Regions from separate parts of the Sus scrofa genome. Here region 1 is linked to region 2. Evidence: chromatin contacts called from public Hi-C data. All regions are on one chromosome and are shown on one strand. The core of a region is the stretch at or near the end of the contact, and the rest is flanking DNA. Distances in the headings are between cores, read along the strand shown. Region 1 holds the start of SSC5D (soluble scavenger receptor cysteine-rich domain-containing protein SSC5D). Region 2 holds the start of UBE2S (ubiquitin-conjugating enzyme E2 S).

Evidence for each region. A called contact is a pair of places that touch in the nucleus more often than the background predicts.
Region 1: a Hi-C map of alveolar macrophages shows a contact between it and region 2, with 1.6 times the contacts expected there. The contact joins the promoter of SSC5D here to the promoter of UBE2S in region 2. A contact is called at or near these places in 1 of 5 promoter capture datasets (liver), 9 of 47 Hi-C or Micro-C datasets (alveolar macrophages, embryonic fibroblasts, epiblast stem cells and 5 more) and 2 of 2 datasets of contacts at active chromatin or transcription factors (alveolar macrophages and skeletal muscle).

Annotation. Positions count from the first base shown.
Region 1 is chr6:59,639,873-59,642,766 of Sscrofa11.1, forward strand. SSC5D (soluble scavenger receptor cysteine-rich domain-containing protein SSC5D) reads left to right here and starts at 1,348. Exons shown (of 14, transcript XM_021095020.1): 1 at 1,348-2,198; 2 at 2,652-2,678. The coding sequence starts at 1,775. It overlaps NAT14 (N-acetyltransferase 14), which reads left to right. Exons shown (of 3, transcript XM_021095039.1): 3 at 45-1,195. The coding sequence ends at 593.
Region 2 is chr6:59,569,172-59,571,871 of Sscrofa11.1, forward strand. UBE2S (ubiquitin-conjugating enzyme E2 S) reads right to left here and starts at 1,313. Exons shown (of 4, transcript XM_021095037.1): 1 at 766-1,313; 2 at 1-143. The coding sequence starts at 768.

The sequences.
Region 1 (2,894 bases), core at 98-2,597, 71 kb after region 2:
CCCCACGGGAGCCCCACCGCTCTGACTGCTCCTCCTGCCCGCAGGCTGGTGTGAAGGACACAGAGAACCGAGTGGCCCTCCACGCCCTCACGCGGCCTCCAGCCCTGCTCCTCCTGGCGGCTGCCAGCAGCGGCCTGCGCTTCGTCCTGGCCTCCTTTGCTCTGGCCCTGCTCCTGCCTGTGTTCCTGGCTGTGGCGGCCATGAAGCTGGGTCTGCGGGCCCGGTGGGGCTCGCTGCCCCCACCGGGTGGCCTAGGGGGACCCTGGGTGGCCGTGCGGGGCTCGGGGGATGTGTGCGGGGTCCTGGCTCTGGCCCCAGGCTCTAGCGCTGGGGATGGGGCCCGGGTCACCCGCCTCTCTGTCTCTCGCTGGCACCGCCGCCAAGGTGTGGGCAGGCGGTTACTGGCCTTTGCCGAATCTCGGGCTCGAGCCTGGGCAGGTGGCATGGGGGAGCCCCGGGCCCGGCTCGTGGTCCCGGTGGCCGTGGCCGCGTGGGGTGTGGCAGGGATGCTGGAGGGCTGCGGCTACCAGGCCGAGGGGAGCTGGGGCTGCATGGGCTACACGCTGGTGAGGGAATTCAGCAAGGACCTGTGACTCCAGACCCCAGAGGGAGGAAGCCAGTGCTTAGAGAGCAGCTGCTGTGCACAGGCGACTTGACACCCTCCCTTTGCCCACTCAGGGCCTAAAAACTGAGGCCGCCAGAAGGCAAGAGACCTCACCGCAGTCTGACGTCTGCCTGTCATGTTTGAACTTGTCAGAGAGGTCACGCTGTCCAGCCCCTGCTTCGGGTTCTCTCTGCACGGGGAGACCTCCCCGTCTGGCTGCCACGCCTGTGCCACCTGTGCCACGGGCCTGGGGAGATGTGCGGCGGGAAGAGGGAGGCTAAGCGAGTACGCCCCCCCCAGGGTTAGGACGTGGCGGGGGCACCCCTCATGGGACAAGGCCCCTGGGGAACTGGATGGGGTTGATGCCTGTGCTTGGAGGGGGTGGGGCTGCAGAAGCAGCAGAGATGGGGTGAGCAGAGCCTTGGCAGAGGAGGGCTGTCTGTCTGGAGAGAGCTCCAGGGGAGGGGGGCAGTGGGCCCAGGGCTGCCCGGCCAGGCCAGCCCTTCCCTGGGAAGGTGAGAGCCGAGCGGGGCAGCCAGACCCATCTAGTTTTTTACACTCGTTTGTTAATAAAACCTGAAACTGCTGTGAGCCCATCTCCCTCTCTCTCTCTGATGCCTTTTCCAGTCCGTCTCTGAACCCCCGCTTCTGGCTGGCTCCTCCTTTCCCAGGGTTGACATTAGCTGTCGGTGGGGGTGCTGGACTGGCAGCGGGGGATGCAGTGAGCTCACGGCGGCGGCCCTGCTCCCTGCCAGCCCTCTGACTCACGCTCCCCATTACTGCATTTTTTCCGCCTCACAGCTGCTTGGTGCAGAGAGAGAGTGTGGGGCTGCCCTCCCCCACTCAGGCCTGACCCTCGATTGGCCCAACCCCTGGCCTCAGTTTCCTCAGGAGACACACAAGCTCGACCACTGCTCCCCTCCCTCAGATGCGGGCTGGGGACTTTGTGTGCACATCCCCCAGGGGAGTGGAGAGAGGGGTTTCTTAGTCTCCTGTCTCAATCAAGAAAGTCCTTCCTGGAGTCTGGCTGCACATCTCTTGCTGCGCCCTGAGCCCCAGATGTGCCAGGTCCCTAACCGGGGCGGCTGAAGTGCATCTACCCTCAGAGCCCTCTTCCCTGGTCCCACCAGCCTTCCCTGGCTGAACAGAGAGGAGATTGAGCCCCGCCCCATGCTCGCACCCCCGTGTGCACCCCAGTTCGGATCCCTCCCCGCAGCCTGCCGACCCCTGAGCATCTCAGCCCAGCGTGCCTTCTCCTGGCCGGGCCGCCCTTCTCCCGCGTGGGTGTCTGCAGTTGGACACTCTCCCTCCCGCCTGCCAACGCCCTCCTCCCCAGGCCTCAGGCGCCGGCCAGCCCCCTCCCCGCCCCCACTCCTGTCCCCTGCTGCCTCCTCGGCAGCCTCTCTTCCTCCTGGCAGAGCGTCCAGCCCAGCCTGCTCCTCCCTGGGTCCAAGGCGCCTTCAGCAGGCAGGCGCGGCCCTCCCTCCCTTCCTCCCAGCGGTGGCCGCCACCTCCTCCCTCTCCGGCTCCAGTCCCCTCTCACCCCATCCCCGCCCCGACTCTGCAAACATGAGGGTCTTGGCCTGCCTCCTCGGTGAGTGACCCCTTCTCCTCGGGGATGCAGGGGCCTGAGCCCTGCCCTCTGACCCCTGAGCTCAGCCACTGGGAGGCCTCCAACTTCTGGGCCAGTCCCTGTTCCTCGGGGGATGTGGGGCTTCTGCCCTCCGGCCTGATCCCCCAGGGTCTCCGCCTCTGGCACACTCAGCCCCACCCTCTTAGGCCCACCCCAGGAACCTACCTGCCGCCCCCACACCAGCCCTGACCCTGTGGGGTGTCACCCATCCTTTAACCTTTAGCCAGGCCTCTGGGGAGCGCGAAGGGCTGGCCCCCTGCCTGGACCTGAGGCGTCTGGGGCCCCGCCCACCTCAGGGACCTGAACCTTGCCAGGCCCTCGGCTCAGAGCCCTGCTTCCTAGCTAGCGGGGTTTCTGGGTCAGAGGTGTGAGGCCCTCACTCTGTCCCTCCCACCCCTCCAACCTCCCTTCCAGCGGCTCTGATGGGGATCCAGGCTGTTGGTAAGTGGCCCCAAACACGTCTTCCCTCTGGCCTTGCTCAGCTCCATCCCATGCCCAGCCTTGCCCTCTGCTGGACCCACTTCCCTCAGGACCACCTGGGCGTCCAGCCCCGTGCTTCCTACGAGGCTGGGGCACCACTGCTCTCCCAGACACCCAGGATTCGGCATCAGCAGCCAGGGGGAGCTGGCTCCCAGTCACGCTCTGGCATTCCACCCC
Region 2 (2,700 bases), core at 63-2,562:
CCCTCGATGGTGACCTGCAGGTCAGTGAGGTCCTCCTCGTTGGGGAAGACCTTGATGCCATCAGGTGGGTCAGCTGTCAGTGTCGTCACCTCTTTGTACACCAGGCGGATAATGTGCGGGGGTAGGTTCTCCACATTGGAGTTCTAGATGTGGAAAAAAGGGGGCGAGCCATGGGCCTTTGGTCCTGGGGCCTCCTGCAGGACCTAGGATGCGGTGGCCGCCCTACTTTTCTTGCCCCTGCAGTCCTAGTCTGGCCAATCACCCCGAGCTCCCAGACACTCCCAATCCAGGGTGCTTCAGGCGATGGCTTCAGGTGAATCTCCCATTAGGAATGGAGCGGATCTCCAAGGTCTGGCGGATGACTCCACCTTCCCCATAAGTCCCTAAAGCCCATTCGTAGCCCCACATACGGACCCCCAGTGGTCCCGGGTAGGCCCGAGCCCTACCCCGGTGTCCTTCCACACCTCAACTTGGGAAGACCATCCTGGAAACCCCAGCTCCGGCCTGGAGATGGCGGCGGAGTGTCGTTACTCCCGGAACACCCACGGGCAGGCCCGAAAGCCCGGAGCCCTTCCCGGAGCTCAGCTGGGCCTTCCCCTCCCGCTCCGCCTACAGGAGGGCCCCTGGGCCCAGCCCTAACCCAGGACCCCCAACTGGGCCATCCAATCCCCCAGCCGCCAGAGAGATGCTCCTGAGACCCCATCTCCTCCTCCAGGAGGGCCCTGACCGCCCCCCCCCCCCAACAGGCCCGGACGCGACGCTCACCATGACTGCGGCCGGCCGGGGGCGGGTCCCCCCGGCCCCCTTCCTGCGCTCTCCGGCCGCTGGCTGGGGCGGGGGGCCCAATTGCCGCCGCTGCGGCCCTGGGGAGGCCCCAGCGGCCCGGCTCCGCGCCCCACTGCCTCCGACGACCGCCACACACCGCCTGAGCAGGTAAACCCGCCCCGGGCGCCCGACCGCACTAAGCCGGCCGCGCGCACACCGCCGCCCTTTTATATCCGCCCACAGGCCTCGCCCCCTCGGGGCCCCTCGCGCCGCGCCTCGACTCGTGACGTCAGTGCGCACACTCCTTGGCGTTCGACGAGCTCGCTCCCTTTCGACAAACTGCGGGCAAGAGCAGGAGAAACTGGGGAGGGGGCGCGGGGCAGGCTGGCCAATACGTGCGCACGGGGGTCAGGGAGGAAATCCAGGAGAAAGGAGAGGTAGAAAAGGGGAAGTAGAGAAGAGAACGGGAAGGGTGACGCGACCGCTGATTGGTCCGTTTGAATGAAACGCCGGCGTACGCGCTCGCGCCCTGACGCCCAGGAAATCGCGCACGCGACTAACGGTCGACCCGGGAGCCCGAGCCGAGCAAAGAGAGGCGGGACTTGAGGGGTTTTAAAAGGATGATGGAAGGCGGTCCGGCCAATGGGGACGCGCAATCGTGGCGTGGCGTCATGAGACACGCGGAGGCCAATCCCTACTGGAGAAGGCGTACTGGGGCCTTCTCCAGTAGGGAACGGGAGAATTGGAGAGCAACCAATGGGAGTCCTCCCTACCGCGGACCCAGGCGCTCGCAGCCAATTAACTTCGTTCGTTTCTGTGTATGCAGATGAGTGTGCCCGGACGCCTGCGCCCCTTCCTCAGCCTGTGGCGGGGGTGGGCACCGCGAATTGATAGACGTATTTCTGCGAGGCGCCATTTTGTGCTGGCAATGACCTATGACCCGTGTCCTGTGTTGGCAGAGGTTCCACGACCGGCCCCACCCCCACCCCCATGTGTGACCTCTGGCCCCGGCCAGGCCTCGGTTGCGACGCCGGGCGTCAGTTTACTCCTGTGAGAAGAGGAAGAGTCCCCTGGCCTTGTTCAGGGCGCGGTCCTTCTTGTGACTGACCAGGGCCCCCGGCCGGCCGCGCCCCGGCCGGGGCTCCCTCCGCCTGTCGGGGGAAGCGGCCCGGGGTGCCCCGGGGGGACCCTGTCCGGAGAGCCGGAGGCCGAGGAGCTGCGCGGCCTGCCTGGCCCCGGTGCGGTGCGGCCGCGGCGCCCGCCTCAGGGCCGCTCAGCCCCGGAGCGGAGCGTCCAGCTGGGCCACGGTGTCCCGTCGGGGGCCCAGCTTCAGGAAGAGGGAGCAGGACGGTGCCGAGACTCCCACAGCCTCGCGGTCTTCGTGCGCCGGAGGGGCGCGCGGGCGCCCCGCACCCGACCTGCAGGTTCCGCCCGCTGAATGCGGACCTTCCCGCCCCGTTAACACACGAGGACCCCGAAGGAAGAGGGGGGTCGAGTGACTTGCCCAGGGTCCCCCGTGGGGACAAGCAGAGGCGGCGGTGCAGCTGAGCTGTCCCAGCCGACGGTGACTTATGGCGAACCGGGGAGCGGTGGTGGCGTCCTCCGCGCTGACCGGGCCCGCGCCGCCGGGGTCCCCCGAGCCCTTGCCACGGCCCTGTGGGGCGCGTGTCGTGGGATGCCCCCCGGACTCCCGCATGCATTCAGTCCGCTTTTTCTGAGCACCTACCATGGGGCAGGCAGGATGCTGTGGGGATGCAGCAGAGTGTAAAAGGGACAGCACCCCGCGCTCCTGGAGAACCAGACAGTGAGCCAGTGTACCCCGCCAGGAACACAGCCTTTGCCGAACAGTAAGTCGGGGCCAGGGGCGTAGGAAGGGAGGGGGCGGGGGTCTGAGGCAGGATGATGGCGGCTGCAGGAAGGTCTAGGTGAAGAGCA